3 separate regions of the Mus musculus genome follow, and regions 1 and 3 are each linked to region 2. Evidence: chromatin contacts called from public promoter capture Hi-C data. All regions are on one chromosome and are shown on one strand. The core of a region is the stretch at or near the end of the contact, and the rest is flanking DNA. Distances in the headings are between cores, read along the strand shown. Region 1 holds the start of Mmp8 (matrix metallopeptidase 8). Region 2 holds the start of Mmp12 (matrix metallopeptidase 12). Region 3 holds the start of Mmp10 (matrix metallopeptidase 10).

Evidence for each region. Promoter capture Hi-C pulls out the DNA fragments that hold promoters and counts their contacts.
Region 1: a contact with region 2 is called in a promoter capture Hi-C map of embryonic stem cells, with 4 times the contacts expected there. The contact joins the promoter of Mmp8 here to the promoter of Mmp12 in region 2. A contact is called at or near these places in 23 of 39 promoter capture datasets (the 3T3-L1 cell line, 3T3-L1-derived adipocytes, the C10 cell line and 14 more), 7 of 484 Hi-C or Micro-C datasets (the HPC-5 cell line, bone marrow-derived macrophages, embryonic fibroblasts and 3 more), 5 of 115 datasets of contacts at active chromatin or transcription factors (acute myeloid leukemia, bone marrow-derived dendritic cells, bone marrow-derived macrophages and 1 more) and 4 of 9 other capture datasets (adipose tissue, bone marrow-derived macrophages, liver and 1 more).
Region 3: a promoter capture Hi-C map of stem cell-derived epiblast-like cells shows a contact between it and region 2, with 5 times the contacts expected there. The contact joins the promoter of Mmp10 here to the promoter of Mmp12 in region 2. A contact is called at or near these places in 23 of 39 promoter capture datasets (the 3T3-L1 cell line, 3T3-L1-derived adipocytes, the C10 cell line and 15 more), 2 of 115 datasets of contacts at active chromatin or transcription factors (CD8 T cells and large pre-B cells) and 4 of 9 other capture datasets (adipose tissue, liver, macrophages and 1 more).

What each region holds. Positions count from the first base shown.
Region 1 is chr9:7,557,091-7,559,790 of GRCm38.p6, reverse strand. Mmp8 (matrix metallopeptidase 8) reads right to left here and starts at 1,362. Exons shown (of 10, transcript NM_008611.4): 1 at 1,148-1,362. The coding sequence starts at 1,255. It overlaps Gm31751 (a long non-coding RNA gene), which reads left to right. Exons shown (of 4, transcript XR_379096.3): 4 at 1,178-2,619.
Region 2 is chr9:7,346,030-7,348,740 of GRCm38.p6, reverse strand. Mmp12 (matrix metallopeptidase 12) reads right to left here and starts at 1,367. Exons shown (of 10, transcript NM_008605.3): 1 at 1,203-1,367; 2 at 1-156. The coding sequence starts at 1,316.
Region 3 is chr9:7,500,944-7,503,643 of GRCm38.p6, reverse strand. It overlaps Mmp10 (matrix metallopeptidase 10), which reads right to left and starts at 1,302. Exons shown (of 10, transcript NM_019471.3): 1 at 1,146-1,302; 2 at 254-498; 3 at 15-163. The coding sequence starts at 1,250.

The DNA.
Region 1 (2,700 bases), core at 113-2,612, 210 kb before region 2:
TCACAGAGAAATGGAGGGTTCAAGAACCAAAGGGAAGGTGACAGTACAGGTCCTGGCTTACTGCAATGGCTTTCAAATGAGAACTGGTCATTTAAAAGATGTTTGGGGCAACAGCAGCATTTCATTTACCAAGATAAGATCTTGTAAGCCACTCTCATTCACAAGTGTTGACATGCCAGTCAATGGTAAGGTCTCTTTACCTTGCCATGTGTAGCCTATGTATATATACTGTGCTTCGTATGTGACTACCTGGTTATTTGGAGGTGACAGAGAGCAGAGCTTGCACTTTGAGATGTGGCAGGTGTGGGCAAATCCCAGCACTGTTCTTTGTCTCCAACATCACAGTCATTGTGATACTTAGAGGAGTGGCACCTGCAAAGTGAACCCAGCCCACCCTCAGTACGAACTTAGGGGCTTCTGTGCCAGGCACAAAAATGATTGCGAGAAAAGAGCAAGAATTATGCTTTCCGGAAATTTCAATACTAAGAAAACTATGAACAAGAAATTGGTGATTACATTCTCTTGCATAAAAAAGTGGCCTTTTTTTATACTATAAAACAAGAGAGATGCTAAACTTCCAAAGTTTAATAAACAGTCCTGGAAAATCTGATTAACAATGTGTTAATTTTAATTAATTATAACCCCCCATTTCCATCTATCGTCTCTATATGAAAGTATTTTTGGCTGCAGAAAACTATCCATACAGGAAGCGGTGGGCAGGTCATAATTTGACCTCCCCACAGCCCCCACCATTTTTTTAGTGTTGGGATACCAGCAAGTATTCTATCACTCTAGCACTGGCCTATAGAGCGTGGAACAACTGGGTTACAGGTATACTGGAAGAGAAAAAATTAGGTAGGCAACTCAGTTCATTTTATAAATAAAATATTCTCTCTGAAAAGGCTCCAGCTGCAGCTGGCCTGACAGTAGTGTTCCTTGGGCTTGAAAACACCCAGCTGTCTTCATGTCTACATTTTCCAGGGCCAGGCCTTGACCACGTGGAGTCTTTCAAGTCTCAGAAAGTGATGCTGAGCCTTGGCAAACCCATGCGAAGAATCTCTTTCTGTCCTTCTAGACTAAGAAGGGAAAGCCACCCTCAGAATTCTGTAACCACCGGCAAATCAACTGTGATAGACAGCCCATTTACCTCAGCAGTTTTTATATTTTTCTCTTCCAGGTGTTCAGGTACTGGGAAGGCATTGGCAAGCTGTGTGTGGAGGAAGATCAGTAATGGAAGTGTCTTCAGGCGAAACATAATCTTATCTTCCAAGACAACCTCTCCTGCCTTCCTCTGCCCCTCTGGCAAGTGCCCTCAAGCTCACAGCATCCCCTGCCAATCACTGCTCTTGTCTGGTCCCTTATAAAGCTACATCTTGAGCAACTTCTGCCTAAGCAGTATGAGGCAACATAGCTAACCGCACTCTGACAGTTCTTCAATGTTAGAATGTGATTTGGAACCTAGAAGTGGGGGAGTCATTCAACAAAGCAAGAGGATGGATCGCTACTTTTGTAAACTGTCAGGGTGAGGTGGCTGGCACGGGGGCTACAGTCTTCCAGTTTCTGTCTGTGTGTAATGAGGAAGTTGTGCTAGTTAATCGGGGCAATATTTTAAGAATGTTCAGCGATCATCTTGGGAAGCGGTGGCACACCTGTAAGACTTCTGTTTCTAAGCCACCACTGCTGCCTGATAGCGTGTGCCAAAGCAGGCTTTGTGTGGGGACCAAAAGCAGCATCTAGAGATGATGGCTTTGTTAGGAAAGTACTTGTCACACAAGCATGAGGGCCTGAATTTGATTCTCAGCATGCAGGTAAAAAACTGAACTTAGTGGTACATGAGTATAATCTCGGTCCTGGTCTGTGCCAGGCAGGGGGTGTTTGCAGCTTATTGGCCAGTCAACCTAGTCTACTTGGTAAGTTCCAGGCTAGTTAGAGACCCTGTCACAAAACAAACAAACAAATCCCACTTACAGCACACACAAAACATGAACATTCACTTTTAAATAAATGCACACGTCCATATACATACGTAAACAGCAGCTTCTGTGTGGCATGACTGCTATAGATGTACTAAAACATTCACTATAAGGTGGGTTTTTCCAGAGAAAGGACAAAGATAGTGATAGTTAAGACGAAAACTAACATCTGTTGTACTTACAATGTTTCAAACATGTTAATGACAACTAAATGCCCTATTCTCATACAGCTTTCAGAGCAACACACTATTGCTATAATTTTGCAGGAGAGGCAGAGGCTGGAAGACTAGGAAAGGCACATGCTCACTTTGCATAGGACTCAAGCCCATGAGTATGGTGAGAGAAACAGAGCCCATCCTATACCAGGCTCTAGTTCATCAACCTGCTATTTGAATCCAGGCTGGACCATCAGTAACTGTGGGCTCACAGCAAGTGGAAAACTTTGGCCTACATCCAGGGACAAAAGGACAAGGGAGAGAAGGAGATAGATGTCTCAGACATCCCCAGAGTGCTAGGAGGGTGAGTGAAGGCTTCCAGATGATGTGGTGACACAGGGCACTGGCTCTCTTCCTGCCTGCCTGTCTTCACGATCTAACTCCTGTTCTTCATTCTTGAAAGAAGTAGTTCACAGACTATGTTTTATTCTCAGCCCCTAAAATGAACTTTAAAAATGAATTTTTTAAAAAATGTATTTTACAAAAGTGTTTAGAACATAAGAGGTTAGGAA
Region 2 (2,711 bases), core at 118-2,617:
TATTGCCAGAGTTGAGTTGTCCAGTTGCCCAGTTGCTTCTAGCCCAAAGAACTGCTGCATTTCCTGGAGTTTTTCTTTTAGGAAGTTTCTATTGGTTTTTGTTTTTGTCATTGGAATTCTGTCCTTTCCATAATCATAAAATCTTGACAAGTACCACTAGATAAAACACAAGCATTGCACACGGTTGTATGCAGCCAGGTTTCTGCTGGGAACCCTGCAAACATGGTCAGTAGTATACTGATATTCTAGAACCAGGTATTTTAATCACAGGCTACATTATTATTATTATTATTACCTAGGGAATCAATTATAAGGAGGAAAAAATAATTTCCTACGCTATTTAAAACATAAATGATTAGTCAGATTACCAAAATTCCAGAGGAAGAACTATTTATTATTCTCCTTCTTCAGACCTGCTTCTAGGTTTTTAAGGAGCCATTTTAGCATCTAGTATATACGGGTACTTGATTGGGGAAGGTAGTTTAGTGGTACAGCAATTATCTAGCATGCTAGCAGGTCTAGGGTTAGTCCCCAGCAGTGGGAAAATCTTGACACAGTAGAAAACTTGAATGAATTCAAAGTAATAATAATGTTAGAAAATAGAGCCAGCTGCTGAGGAGGGCGATACAGAAGGGTCATCTGAGCCCACAAGTTCAAAACCAGACTAGACAACACAGTAGGATTCTGTGTAAAAAAGGAATATATATATAATTTTAGAAAATAGATGTTCAAGTTTTTTTAATTAGAAAAAGGTAAAATTTCACATCTTACTTAAAATACTTATGAATAAATATATGAGATAAATCGCAGAGAGAACATGCTGTAACTATCATAAAATCTTGAAGTGGTCACATGGACTAAGCAAAGTCCAAATCTTGCATTATTACTGGATATTAAACTACTACCTCAAATAAAAGACAAATGGAGTGAGAGACCAATACACAACACTCTATTAGAAATGTAATCTAATTATATTGAGCTAAAGTAATTTAGCCAAAGCTTTTTGTAGATGGTACAATTATTCACCAGTTTAATGACATTCTTTCATCTTTATAATCCTCTCTGGAAAACAAAACATGGTAACAAGAGAGAATCTGTACTGATTTTCAAATCGAATCACACTTTTCAACATACTATTTGCAAATTCAGCAACTATTAAAGATACAGTCAGGCTGGACCAGAGCAATGCTGTCAATACTTACTTCAGCAAATTCACTGTCATTCATGGGAGCAGCCCCACAGGCAGATACCTGTAAGAACACAATCATCATGAGAAATTTCATTGTGCAGACTCCTTTCAGCAGAGTGCAGCTCATCAACCTGTTCCCTCCGACTGCAAGTTCCCTTAAAGCCCCACTTTATATAACCCTAGTACCAGGATCTGTGACCATGAAATCCTCTATCTGACTCACTGTTGATGTCATCCCTTGATTTACTTCAGAATCATGTGAAGTAACAGCAGGTCAAACCATTGTCTAATTCATCACTCATCTCTGTACCTCTCTGTTTCTTACAAATGACCGGTAAATCTTAACTTCCACCTACTTCTACCTGAAGGTAAGACAAAACATCGATAACACAGTAGCCAAAAATACAAACAGAACTCCATTAGCAGAGTTTTGGAAAGCTTGGTATCGACAACTCTCTTTATAATTTATAATATAGGTAAAGTGCTTTAAAGTAAAATTTTAAAAAATGTGTGAAGAAAATATTTTTGCTAGAATACATCAATCCTTTATTTGTTTAAATATCAGAGAAAATTTGTACAATGAGCATGCTTTGATGTTTGCTCTATGTGCAGGCTTGGGTTCTTATATGGATTGAGACTTTTACTCATGGAAGCTGAAATCCAATCCTGACAGGTTGTCTGGGGAGATTCTGGAACTTCGTTCCTCATCTTTCATGCTATTGGAGTTCAGCACTTGCAGCTATGTTGTGAAAGACTTCCTTTCTTTCTGCCGCCTCTCCATTTCTTTCCCCCATGAAGTGTTTAAAGAATAGAAACATTCAGAAATCAAGGATTAAAACTCCCAAAGTACAATTTTGGAATGAGGCTGCTGTGTGGGCAGAGGCTCTGTTCAACACTCACTTAATCCCACCACATGCAGAGTCTACATGAAGAGCCTAGTGCATAGGTATGTGAATGGGTTATAATTTAGACTTCCAATTTCCCTGAATTCAGACATGCTGTCTACTTCCTAGTGTTAATTTTAATTCATCTTTTAGGGGCCATGAAATGATTCAGCAAGCAAAGGCACTTGCTCCCGAAGCTGACGAGCTGAGTTTGATCTCCTGGATGCGACATGGTGAGAACAGATGACTGGAAGTTGTCATCTGGTTTCTACAGGCCTACTATGCAATGCATGTACACAGAGACGTGCACAAGAAACAAACACAAACAAACAAACACACACACACTTAGCTTTAGGTGATCATGCAAAACAACAGATCCAGTAGAGTTTATAGGTGTCCTGTGCCTTGTGATCATTTGTTTTCCTTTTCTTCTAAGATAGGAAGAGGAATCCCCCTGCCCCTGTACTATCCCTGATACTTACCAAATCTTGCCTCTTTTTACGTGAGTGGCTTGACTCTAGGTTCCACTTGAGATGAGAACTATTTAACTATTTAACTTCCTTATGCTCTTGTGACAGTTAAATGAGACAGTGACTTATGCGTGCTGGTGACAGGAAAGCTGCTCACTATTATGAAGT
Region 3 (2,700 bases), core at 53-2,552, 150 kb before region 2:
GATGAGAGCATTACCTCCAACTGCAAAGGAGATCATTATGTCAGCCTCTCCTTCAGAGATCCTGGAGAAAGTGAGTGGGGTCACCTCCTCCCAGACCTTCAAAGCTTTCTCAATGGCAGAATCCACACTCTGTCTTGGCAAATCTGGTGTATAATTCACAATCCTGGATAAGAGAAATCAAAGAAGGTAATCTTTGCTTCTGTGATGCTCCTGACACATTTATAACGCTGTGTGAAAACTCTGGAGCCATTACCTGTAGGTGATGTGGGATTTCCTCCATTTTGGCGAACCTGGGAAGGTACTGAAGCCACCAACATCAGGAACACCACACCTGGGCTTGTGCATCAGCTCCATAGTGTTGGAGTCCAGCTTCCCTGTCATCTCCAACCCGAGGAACTTCTGCATTTCTTGAATTTTTTTGACAACAGGACTACTGTCCTTTCTTTTGAAAATTTGTTTCTCATTTTTTTTAAAGTTGTAGTATTTTTCTAGGTATTGCTAGTGGAGAAACAAGCATAGTTTTAAAGAGGTTGCTATGAAATGTAAACACATACACAAATCTCAAGATCTATTTTAATCATTCCCAGTTTAGTGAAACACAAGTAGATGTAGTGCTTCATTTGATTTTTTTCCTGCAAAAATCCCTCATTTTATTATTTCATTGCAATTTAATTTGCTACCAAAGCAAGGAAGTCGGCATAAATGTATGAGCACATTAAATGGATGTATCTAAGTTTTCTATTTCCATTATTAACACAAACCTGTCAATGTTGAGTGTTGTTGGATAAATTCATTTTTTTTCACAAATGAAAAATTAGAGTATTCTTTGCTTCTTGAAGTTGTAGGAGATAAATATTATCATGCCCTCCCTCCTAAAGTATCTTAAATAGCATAATTCCAGCACAGGAGTGAGCTCATCCATTCCCAGTCTCCCCACTTCGGCTGCTGTCATTGTTATTTACCCCCAGTAACTGCGATTCCTTCCTTCCCTTTTCACTTTTCGGTGAAGATGGAGTTTCTACCTCTTACACTTGGATATTTTCCAACACAACTTCTAACTAACTCAACTACTGCTGCTGGAAGACCAAAGGGCAAGGCTGTGCCTCCACTTTGGTTGAAGCGGATCCCCACCACTGACTGATTACCTGAGCAAGATCCATGCTTGGGTGGCCTTGTGTCACTGCCCCATGCAGAGGATACGCTGAGCAGATTGGTAGGCTCAGCAGTGCCAGGATGGCTAGTGGCTCCATACAGACAGTCTTTACTTTAAAAACCGATCCTTCTCTAGCACCTGGTTTCCATATCTTCCCTTTAGTGGCCACTCTTTTATAGGGAGTCGGTGTTTAGGTCACTAAGCATGACTCACATGGGTGCTATTTTTAATCCAAATGACTACAAGAACATTCATAAGATGAAGAGAGAATAGCTTACATCAGTGAATCCCTCAACCTAGTAAACTTGAAAGAATGCTTAATCTCAAGGATGTGGCTTCTGTGTTTACAAAGAGGAAAAGGGACTGTCTGGGTAATTAATATTTGCAAAATGTTTAGATATTTTGAAAGCAGTGTAATTTTTAAAAACATGCCTTAGGCTTACATACATTCAGGCAAGGAGTGAATAGTTTAATGGAAAGAGATTGCAAAGTGAATGTAAGGACTGCTGTCTAGGAAGCTATAATGGCAGAAACTCCATTGCTGGAGTCCTTGGGTAAGAGGTATTTCCAGCCCTGGGGTAAGAGTACTCTGAGAAAGCAGTCAATACGGAGGAGGAAATGTACAGAGGTAAGAAGCTTGGGGCCCACCTACTCTCTGTTTCAGAATAATTGCTATAAGCATATACTGGCTCCATAAAGACGTGTCAAATGGAAATCAGTTAATTAACTATTAAATGAAAATATTCTTCCTACCTCTGTCCTCCTCTTCCTAAACCAGGAGGCTTTGAGGCCTTTGAGCCACAGCTTGGATGAGGGATGTGTACACTAGGCCAGCCAAGTCAGCTTGTGGCTTAGTGTAGGCACTACACAGAGAATATGCCAACCTAAAATTCAGAGAGGCAAAGAGGCTGACAGACTGAACCATCAGCTAGACTTGAGCAAGTATGTAATTTTATCCCGTGATTGCTTTCCCTATGGAAAACAAACAAGGTCTTGGTTTTATGTGTACTTCATGCGGGCAGCAAGTGCCTTTTTACTTTATTCCTGGGTTATTAGCTGATAGGGCTTGTTAGCAGGACAGATTGCTAACTGCCTGAGGTGCTGAGTCGACTCATTCTGAGATGCCTCATATTCATTTGAATCATTCCTTTGTTGTTGGTGGCACATCCTGCTGATGGTTCTTGTTGATCAGAGTTATGATTTTGACTGTGGTTGACTAACCATGAAAGGGTGTGCCTTGCAGGAGTGATTTTGGTGGATAAAAGAACTCTACTTTAGGCCACCACACCTGAAGGAGATTAATAACTTGGGGGTAATGGAGTCCTGTTTATTTTTAAGTAAGTTATTATTTATTAAATGTACCGAATATTTATAGAGTAAAACAAGCAGGCTTATGCAGTTCATTAAGGCAAAGTGGAATCCTAGAACAGAGCTCTTTTATGTGAAATTTTTAACTACATGTTATCTTTAATCTGCAGAACAACCTAAGAAGGTCAAGATTAGAATCATAAAAACTGAAGAATGATTTCACAGAAGACTAGCTCACC